2 separate regions of the Drosophila melanogaster genome follow, and region 1 is linked to region 2. Evidence: chromatin contacts called from public Hi-C data. All regions are on one chromosome and are shown on one strand. The core of a region is the stretch at or near the end of the contact, and the rest is flanking DNA. Distances in the headings are between cores, read along the strand shown.

The links. A called contact is a pair of places that touch in the nucleus more often than the background predicts.
Region 1: a contact with region 2 is called in a Hi-C map of the Kc167 cell line, with 2.6 times the contacts expected there. The contact joins the promoter of PEK here to the promoter of 7B2 in region 2. A contact is called at or near these places in 47 of 107 Hi-C or Micro-C datasets (the Clone 8 cell line, the D17-c3 cell line, the Kc167 cell line and 17 more) and 5 of 6 datasets of contacts at active chromatin or transcription factors (the Kc167 cell line and the S2 cell line).

The regions. Positions count from the first base shown.
Region 1 is chr3R:5,461,203-5,466,461 of dm6, forward strand. PEK (pancreatic eIF-2alpha kinase) reads right to left here and starts at 3,551. Exons shown (of 4, transcript NM_141281.3): 1 at 3,013-3,551; 2 at 872-1,607; 3 at 1-808. The coding sequence starts at 3,230. It overlaps RpL35A (Ribosomal protein L35A), which reads right to left. Exons shown (of 5, transcript NM_141282.3): 3 at 4,951-5,179; 4 at 4,598-4,825; 5 at 4,428-4,529. The coding sequence starts at 5,172. The coding sequence ends at 4,506.
Region 2 is chr3R:5,373,911-5,379,127 of dm6, forward strand. It overlaps 7B2 (7B2,), which reads left to right and starts at 2,870. Exons shown (of 2, transcript NM_138986.4): 1 at 2,870-3,040; 2 at 3,104-4,065. The coding sequence starts at 3,022. The coding sequence ends at 3,900. It overlaps CG14667, which reads left to right and starts at 1,112. Exons shown (of 4, transcript NM_001014607.2): 1 at 1,112-1,306; 2 at 1,368-2,014; 3 at 2,077-2,190; 4 at 2,247-2,550. The coding sequence starts at 1,181. The coding sequence ends at 2,373. hd (humpty dumpty) reads right to left here and starts at 1,052. Exons shown (of 3, transcript NM_001316495.1): 1 at 540-1,052; 2 at 323-480; 3 at 1-265. The coding sequence starts at 587. It overlaps kkv (krotzkopf verkehrt), which reads right to left. Exons shown (of 11, transcript NM_206430.3): 9 at 5,157-5,217; 10 at 4,986-5,087; 11 at 4,183-4,910. The coding sequence ends at 4,728.

The DNA of each region.
Region 1 (5,259 bases), core at 2,301-4,800, 88 kb after region 2:
CGATGGCCGTTTGAACAGGCACATGACGTTCAATGACCAGATACTCTCGCTCCACGCGCTGGTTTCGTTGGCCCATGAAAATATTTAGAATCACAGCCGACGTAAATGCTATGACCACGATTTCCTTCCACCAGAACCACAACGACAATATCACAACCTTTACAGGCGCATCAATGTCATCCAAACTAAAGCCCAAATCGTCGTTGACGCTATGGTTTCCAGTAGCTTCCGTTCCCTCAGATGTGGCATTGGTAGGCGATGTTGGAGCTGTGATTGCTGGAAGGTCAGTTGGATTATTCTGCGTACTGCACTCTTGCGGGCCGTTCAGATCGCCAGTGGTGTAGAAGTAAAAACCATTGCCATTGACAAACTCCGATGCATTCAATACGGACTGCGCTGCCACAGCGAAGTTTTCATCATCATAGGGCACCAGTTCCCCTCCTTGTGCCACAGCTCCCTCAGCAATCATTTCAGGGTCCTCCTGGTCTTTCCGGAAGATTACCAGCGATTTGCTACTGGCGGATATCGGCTTCCAGGGAATCCTGGGCATCAGGCTGGTGTCGCCTGTAAGCTGCTGATAGACCTTGGTCTGGTCCATAATCTCCTGGCGTAGACGTATTGACTCCTGAATATACAACTGTTTATCGTACATGCCCAAGTAGATGGATGGCGGGCTTTGTGGCGCATTGGGCAGCTCCGTGTCATTTTCGTCCTGGTCCCAAAGCCACTGGGCCGAGCTAAACAAATCAATAGGCTGCAATTCGTCGTCGGCATTTGTATTCCAGGCACTCACAATTGGGTGATCAAACTGAAAAGCACACGAAAAGTACTAAGTAAATTTGCCTTTAATATTAAAGCCATCACCACTTACCTTGTACTTCCACAGCATAGTCTGTGGCTCACTTTTGCTGAAGGCGCAGATAATTCCCTCGGGCACTACCACCTTTATATCCACATCCAAAACAGCCAGCTCCAGCTCATCGCGCGGCTGTAGCTGGCACTCGGAAGGTCTCACCAGATCCAACTCATGCTGACCTACGCTAAAGTTCCAACGCTCCACTCCGGTCCGGGATTCCACGGCCCGAACCGTTTGTGTCTGGCGGCGGACGATAATAACGTCGTCAAGGAGAGGATCATGGCGCACTATGTAGCCGGCCTCGTCCCTTAACTGTTCTCCGTCCTCCAGCTGATCCTCCTCATCGGGCTCCCTAATGGTGTCGTCGATTGCAAGCCCTTCCTCCGTAGAGTTTACACATCCGTTTAGAGAACATTCATACAGCAGCTGGCCAGTGCGAACGGAAACACCGTATGAGCGTGTCTCCTTGCCTCCGGATATAACCAGATCATCGCTGAATTTGGCGCTCGAGCTGAGTAGGTGCTCCGCCGTGATTGGAATGGGATCGATGGAGTCCCCGTCGAACTTGTAGATGCCGCCGCTCAAAGAGGGAATCATGCGTACGAACTGCCCATTGTTGGTCAGCTCCAATCGATGGATGCTGGACGAGATTAGTGGCCCCGGTCCGGTGGGCACACTCCAGCGCAGTTTGCCGGACTTGGCGATGTCCAGAGCGCTCAGTCGACCATCAAGCGTGGAAATGTATAGGAGTCTGTGGATAGAATAAATAATGCAATACCAAGTTTTAATGTTTTTATTTCCATATTTAATAAATAAATATCGACTACTCCATATTAGCTAATAGTCCATAATGGCGGAATTTGCCAAATTGTTATTTTCGCTAAATGATACCGTGTCAGCGTAACAAGGATTTTGTAGCTTGTGGAATTTAGAGTGGGCGAGGCCAATATGTTTTTAAAAGCCGTTCTTGTTAAATATAAGAATACCGTATACCCTTTATGTAGGTAATATCCAATTACCATGGGCGAGCTTGAAATAAACAAACACAAGATTTTGAAGAAAAAACAAAAAACACAGCATACATAGATTCAAGTAATGATTTGATTTTTATGTAATATTTTCTATTCGTGCAATTAATGTAAAAATTGAATTTTCTGTAAGTGAGTAAGCCTTTGGTTAACTGTTTAAAATATTTCAACTCGAAAGATTAAATACTAGAGTTAAATTTGCAATTATACAAAAAGTTGATTTGTGCTTGCAACCGATTCCGTCACCAGGTACACGGTGCATGGGGCAAGAATAAAGGAAAGCAGGAAAAGGGGCACACTGGCAGACCCAGCTGACAGCGTAGAAAAGGTAAATGGGAAGTAAACTCAGCTGTTTTTGCGCCAAGAAGACAAGAACTCGAGGAACAACAAGTGTCAGTTGGCCCCTCTCCATTTCCCCTATCGCCATCTCTGTCGCGCCCACCAAGGAGCCGAAAATGGCGCCCGCAAAAAGGGGGGATAAAGCAAACGGGGGGAGAATTGTGAAATTCAGTGAAAACCTTGCACAAACGCAAAGGAAAGCAAAACAATCGGGGAAACCAGTTCGGATTGGCATGCTTGCCAAACAACATATCTAGACGTCTGCCTCAAACAAAAATTCAGTTAAGATCTTGCAAATGACTCACCGCATGCTTGATAAGCGCGTCCACTGATTACGGGTTTTCATAGTTGGCCAAGGTGCAAACATGTGGGTTCATATTATCAGATCGCTCCCAGACTTCAAGTTGAACAGAAGCTCTCCGAATTTCTCGTGTTAGACGGGACAAGGTACTTAAAGCTAAGGGCCGTCGCAAATGTTACCAACTTGTCGGATCAGCCGAGAATTTTGAGCTACGTATTTTCACTGGCCCCCCGTCGTACCACAGTTCTCTTCGAATTCCCCGTTTTAGCTGATTAAATAGGCACTTTTCGAGTAGTTCAACCAAATATCACTAACGTGTTCTTCGCAATATTTGCCTAGGTGCTGGCTGCTCGTTTATCCACTTGCACCGCGTTTTAGCGAATGTTCGAGAACATAAACATAACACACACATAACGCACTCTTCTTCTTCTGCTACAATCCATTCGATACCAGTGCATTCCTCCCGATACTTTGGTTAGGGTACGTACCTTCTTGCAACGCGACGCTCCTCCTGATCTACGCAGTGTTCGAGCCCGGGGGGACGGGGAGATCCGGCAGTCTGGAGCTCCGAATCAGTAGTTGGGTGCCCAGCTAGCACCTGGGCGGGATCGAAAGCCACCAGGCCGGCCATAGTGAGCGTGACGATCTGCAGGAAGCTCAGGCTCCGGCGACGATGCCTCACGATGCCATCCAGGTCGTCCTGCATCGTACGCGCATATAACGTAATCCTGGTCGTTGGCGATCGGACGCGGGGAACGGTGCAGAAATGCAAGTCTCTAATTGGTTCGAACGGTGACGTGTTGACCTCACTTCGGGGGGTCGGTTGGTGGAACAGCGGCGGCAGTGGCTCCCGGCAAGGTCGGCGCACATCTCCGCATCACTCTCGATGGCTCCTGCAGCAATCAATCGCAACTCCACTATTTAAATCCACTAAAACTGGTCAGTTTATGTTTTTGTTCCGATTGGGCCGCAAAACGCGCGATTGCAAGTGTGACCGCGTTTTGACAGCCTTAAAATAACAGATGACACCACAATACAGTTTATTTCGTCATTACCTAAAAGTACCAAAAAAATACACACGGTGGGAACAGTTTCACTAAGGTTTTACTATTTTAAACTTTTCCAGTAACTAATTTAAAACAATGTTTGACGCCCATGTTTTGACACAAATAGGGACAACTTAACAATAATTATTAAAGTAGATGAAGTATTATTTCCATCTCATCTCTTATTGAATACTTCTATTATTCGACGTGTTTTAAAAATAAATTCTATTCGGCTATAATTCTGACACATACCAAATGAAATTCAAACATTACTTTAATTTAAATATGCTCTACCTTCTAAAAATATGTTAGGTGGTATATTCGTCATAATATAGAAACGTTTATTACAACATTTATTCTTTTTAAAAAACTTTTGATTACTATGAAACCATTTCCTTGATTTTTTTAGAAACCGCATTGTTGATTAACAGAAACTTGAATTCGTATGATTTTCGAGCAGAAAGGCTACGCCATACACCCCTAGTGTCCTTGCGAAAAGATTCGTTAGTAGTACACACTACAGTATTCGTTGACTTTGGCAATACAAAAAATAGTTTTGAGATTTTCAAAACTAATTAAAATCTATTATGGTAGAAGTGGTATGTCTGATCTAAAGGAACGACATTAGCCAAGAGTCTCGAAATCCACATTCAATTCGTACTCTAAAACGTTTCCATCGTCTTCATCTGCTACTTAAGATCAATATAAATGGATTTTAATGCGAAGTGGATGGTCCCGCCAAAAGATAATTCATTGCAGTAGGGAAAGTCAAACCGAACAGCCATCAATCGATATACAGATTACCGTCAACTTTCAATCGGTATCTCGCCTTAATAAAAAAGCCAAGTTGCGTTTTAATTAAATTTAAAGTGTTTCATTTAATGTAAAACGGATTTTTTACTCCTGCAGGTCAGTAATTCAAGTCGGATATTAACTTAAATCCTTGATGGGTACAGCATCTGCAAGAAAAAAGAAGGCATGTTAATACAACCCAATTGTCGGACAGAAAAGGTGTGTTTGAACTAACGATGCGGATGCGGTGGCCCATGGCATGACCGGGCAGGTTCCTGTTGAAACGGGCACGCACAGCGCCGGTGTTGCCGTGGATGCGGGTGACCTTGCCCCAGACAGCGCGGACGCGGGTCTTGCGCTCGGGATGCTGCGGCACGCACTTCTTGGTCTCGGCCTTGTAGACATAGACGCAACGCTTCCCAACGTAGAAGGATCCGTGCTCCTTGCGGCGGGCGCCCTCAATCTGCAATGTAATATGTTGGTTAATCAATTACATTACTAAAATGTTTTTACAGAACTGGAATGTATTAATTATTATTTGAAAAACTCTGTGAAGTCCGGACCCATCACATTGAAGTATAGACATACCTTGAGGATGGCCTGGTTCTCGTGCTGGTTCCTCAGACCACGCTTGTAGCCGGTGAAGACGGCCTTGGCGAAGAGGCGTCCGTGACGCTTGTACTTCTTGGCGGAAACTTTAGCCTCTGAGGCGGCGGGCTTCTCGGCCTTAGGCGCCTTGACGGCCTTGGGAGCCTTCTGGGCCTTGGCGGCCTTGGGCGCAGTAGTGGACTTGGCTTGTGTGTCGGCCATGGCTTAGCTGTGGATGAGAAAAGATAATCTTTAGAGCCGTAGGCATTCATCATAGGTATTCGTTGGGGCTTGAGGGTTTCGATCATT
Region 2 (5,217 bases), core at 1,620-4,119:
TCGCGTCTTCAGGGACCAGTCCACAGGTAGGTGGGCGGTGTGCTTCTGCCGGGCGGCCAACTCCGCATCGTCCTCGTCCTCAGCGTTGATTTGGGGATGCTGGAAGAGCTTGGCAAAGGCCTGCGGGTCGTACTTCTGGAGCACGAATTTGGCGGGCGCCGGGCGCGTGGGCGTTTCCCGCACAAAGCAGGAGGAGGCAGTGACCACTGGTTCGAGGTCCGCCAGTTGCGGATCAACGCGCAGTTTCTTGGCATCAGCTGTGGATCTGAGGCAGGGAGTCAGTAATTGGATTTTGGGGAGAGCGAGAGAGAGGGAAACTCACTTCGCAAACGGATTTTTTCGCTTCTGGGCGAGCTTAGCCTCCAGTAGCTTGCTTTTATCCGTCTCATCCACTTGGTGTCTTGGCCGCCTATTGTTGTTGTTGCTCACGCGGGCTGCCAATTTGTTCTTCTTCTGCTTGAGCCGCTGCAGTTTGATGAACTGGAAAACGAAACAACAACATTAGTGGCGGGCAGGTGCTCCTCCGAGTCCTTACCCACGTCATCTGGGCGCGTCCATTTGGAAGCCACACTCGCTTCGGTGGACATGTTCAATGTCTTGGTTCGCGCACAGGACCTTCACGGATTATTTAAGTACTTTGTGAACTGCAAATATCTTCAAAACGTTTGCAAATATCACAAAAAATTATGGCGCGCAACTAGGGGTGTGAAATCTTTCGATTGATTAGCTCGTTATTCGCTATTTTCGCCCATGTTCAATTCCCAAAAATATCGTTAGTCGGCAAATAAAACGAATCTCACAATTTAACTAATTATTTATTATAATAGATGGAGTAGTTTACAAAACGAAACTAACTTAAATTGTATATCACTGGCTGCAGGGGCTATGTTGGTTAACAATGGCATTGTTGGGCATCGAATTTGATTTTTTAATTTTAATGGTTCTTTTTGGATTTACAAGCTTCTAACCTAAATTAAACAAGCGCATGTTGTATCGTTTTAACTATTAATAAAATCAAATGAATAAAAAATCTTTTTGCGCTATAAAAATGTATCTGACTATCGGATTCACCGATAACAAATCGATTAAGCACTGTCGTTTTTCCAACTGTTTTATGATCTGGTAACACTTTCCGTCGCTGCGTTTTATGCTAAAAGTAAACACATTAACTTGATAAACAATGAACCTCGCCGACGTTTGCCGTATTTGCGCCAACAAAATTATGGGCCACCAGCGAGATCGCAACATATTCATTCACATGCGGGGAAAATATTTGGGTCAACTGAAGCTAATCACGGGAGTGGAGGTAGGTCGTTATGTCAGCTTCCGACCGCGCCAACAATTGTTATTACCTGGAATTTGTTCAGCTGACAAGAAACCAGGGGCTGCCGGAGATTGTTTGCGAGCGCTGCTTCTCCGAGCTGGACCTGGCCACCAAGTTCCGCGAGCGGTGCATCTTCTCGCAAAAGTACCTGCTGGATATCATAAAGAAGACCAGTGATCAAAGCACTGTTCACGTTGAGCTTAGTTCCGAGCCGCTGGACGAGCAACTGATCGATGCGGATCAATTGGAGACGCACTACGATGACGACCAGTACGTTTGTTATCAAGGCACGAAAGAGGAACACCAAGACCTAGAGGAAATCGAGCTGGATGACGACCCCTCTGCCGCTGTGATAGCGGCAGCAGAGGCGGCAGCAGAAGCGGCGCAGCAGGAGGATCTACAGGAGCAGGAAATGGAGCGGGCCGCCAAGAGGCGCAGTAACTTCTTTATCTGCGACGAGTGTGGAACCCTGTTCCACGATGCGTTCCTGTACACCGAGCATTTAAATGGGCACCAGAACCGGCGGGATATGAACCAGTTCTTCCCCTGCCCTGAGTGCCCACAGACTTTTAACAAGAAGGCGCTTCTCAAGCAGCATCGCACCCAGGTTCATTTAATTAACCGCAGGTTCCAGTGCACCATCTGCCACGAGGCTTTCGCGTCTCTGGGCGCTAAGTTGCGGCACGACAAGTAAGGAGGCTGGGAATTGAATGCTAGCGCAGCACTATATGCAACTTCCAATTTCATTTTAGAGCCCATAAGAACGAACGACCTTATCCATGCCTAGAATGCGGAATGATCTTCAGCAGCGTTTCCGAATTGCAGAACCACTTTTCGACACACTCAAAGCAAATCCGAAAGTTCAGGTAAGCTTGTCAGCTTGCGCAGTCATATGTCTTAATATCGTATTTTTTGCGTTTAGGTGTGAGCCTTGCAACATGGATTTTATAACTCGCCGAGGCTTGGTGGCCCATACAAAAACAGCACCGCATAAGCGCCTTGCCAAATATATGCAGGATGAATTCGATTTCATCGAATTGGCAACCTAACCCTCAATTATTACCACCTTCTTTCTAAGTAAATGCTAAGGTCAAAAAAATAAATCATAATTGAGTAGTTCAGTTTACTACTTCGCTACCATAATATTCGACAATGGAGTATCGGTTCAATGTTATTTTTTTATAAGTGTATTTTTAATTTATTGAAAATAAAATTCCTTCAGTTTTACTTTCAAGTCATTTTTTATAGTTCATACTTTTAAATTAAGGAGGGAATGGAAATTTATAGCGTATTACCGTGTAACATAAACCTCTAGTCATACAATTCAAGAAAATAAAGTTTTCTTAGCGACTAAGTTTTCTTATTTTCTTCCAGCATTTTATACTAATAAAGCTTAAAGAGGCCTGAAAACCTCAGCTCCAGCAGTTTGGCGCTAATCTAATTCTCGGCCCCCCACAGGACTGCTTCAACATAAAAGAGCTTTCGAGTACGGCGCATGCGTCCTTTCAGCTGTGGCTGCCATAAGGCAGCTTCGATTGGATCTGCGTATATTTCGCAAATTCAACTGGTAGCCGCCGCACGAAGCACAGAGCCCTACGTCACGTTAGTATATACACGGAATCGGAGCAGCTGCCGCCGAAAAATCAATACCTTACCAAACTTCGACGTGGACGGTTGAAACCGCTTGGAATCGCAATATGTTGTTCCGTTCGCAAAGTAAGTCTGCTGAAGTAATATTTATAGGTGGGTGAGGTAAGAGAATAGCCCATGTTTTTCCAGGTGTGTACATGATGGTGGCGATGCTCGTGGTCGCCTTGAGTGGCTACCAGGTGCAGTCCTATAGCGCCAAGGATATTCTTGCCGATGTCTTGATGACGGATCTGCTGAATCGCATGGACAAAGACATGCAGGTGGGCTATTACGACGTGGGCAACGAGGCAGCCGCTGGCTCCAAGGACAACGTGGACCTGGTCTCCCGGTCGGAGTACGCGAGGCTGTGTGACGGCGGAAGCGACTGCATCCTGCAATCGGGCTCGGCATCGGGAGCTGCCTCCCATCCTTCGCTGCGGGATGACGAGTTTCTGCAGCACAGTTCGCTGTGGGGTCACCAGTTCATCTCCGGCGGAATGGGAGAGGGTCCCAACAGGTATCCCACTATAGTGAAGAACGACGCCGGCCTGCCTGCCTACTGCAACCCTCCTAATCCCTGCCCTGAGGGCTACGACATGGAGACGCAAGGCGGCAGCTGCATTGTCGACTTCGAAAACACGGCCATCTTCAGCCGGGAGTTCCAGGCCGCTCAGGACTGTACCTGCGACAACGAGCATATGTTCGACTGCTCGGAACAGGATAGTGCTGATGTGGGCGGCGACAAGGGTGACCTGAACTCCGCCGTGGAGCAGTACATCATGCAGATGGGCCAGGAGAACAGCCTGAACAACGTTAACAGCCTGGCTAAGAAGGCCGGATATCCTGTGATGCCCGATCCTCGGCTGGACGACGCGGTCATAAACCCGTTCCTCCAGGGCGACCGCTTGCCCATAGCCGCCAAGAAGGGCAACCTTTTATTCCACTAAGGTAACTCGCTGATAACGCGAGCATACACGACGTTTCCATATGGGTGTCTAATACTATTATCTATCATAGCTGGTTATCAATGTTGTCCCGCAAGCGATGTCTAGTAATGTTTCTACCCTTTCCCGAAAATAAAGTTATTCGTATAGTACCAGGGCTCTAAGCCGAAAATATGCGGGTATTGGTCTAAACTTGGGGTAGGGTCTCCACTACCGAAGGTGGGTTCGGATGTAGCTTATCCTTGGGATGACCCAAGTTTGATGAGAGTGAGAAATATCGAATATCTGTTTGATGCTTCTATTTATTGTTTTAAAAAGTTTTACAATCCATCAAATCATCAATGATTATTCATTTAAAAAGAACTATCCTCGATATGTCGTCGAGTGTACAAATAGGCCACTGCGGTTCAGCTCCACGTTGAGTATTTTGTGTCAGCATGCACTGGCCGCGTGTTTCGGATGATCCACGCGGGTATTGACTTAAAGATAACCTAACAAATGATAGTATAGTACATCGCATGAATGTTGCTGCCACAGTGGGCGATCAGCCACCCAATTATTGGCACACATCGACACTGGCAGTGTGATTAGCTAAGCATAATGTTCGTTCTGTTGCCATGAAGCCTTATGAACGACCTGATCCTTCTGAGCCAGAGTGTCCTGGCTCTCACTCGCGTCCCTATACATACTATACAACACAATCCTTCCTTCTGACTACAATTCTAGGTATTGGCTTAGTCTTAAGTTTAGGCAGTTGATGGAAAGAGGCGGAATTCGTTAACAAGTTACCTAGGTCTAACTTAGCTCTACGTCTAGGATGGGCGGGTCCTTCACAGGCGACCTGTGCCATTACCGCCGCCGCCGTTGGTGTTCTGGCCCCAGGAGACCTGGTGGTGCGGGTGGGGATGGGGATTCCTGGTGGTCAGCCGCAGGGAGTTGCCGTCGCCGTCCTCGTCGATCACATGCTCGTAACCCTGGTTGATAGTGCCGCCCCCATTCGAGCCGTAAATCTGCTGCAAGTGTAAGCGGACGTAACAAAATATTTCCATGAGAATACACATATTTTATGATTATAAATTGGCCTTTACCTCGGCACCACCACCGTTCACATTGAATACATCCTTGATGCTGATGCCTGCATTCGAGACACGTCCGCTTCGCTGATTCGGCAGAGCTCCATTGTTGTTAATCTACATATATGCATTAAAGAAGTTATGATCCTGTATCTAAAATTTCTCCAAAAACTTTTCTAATCTCACCGGTGCTCCAGTTGTGATTCCGTACTCGTTCTTTGCTCCCAGAGTTTGCATCGCGGACTTC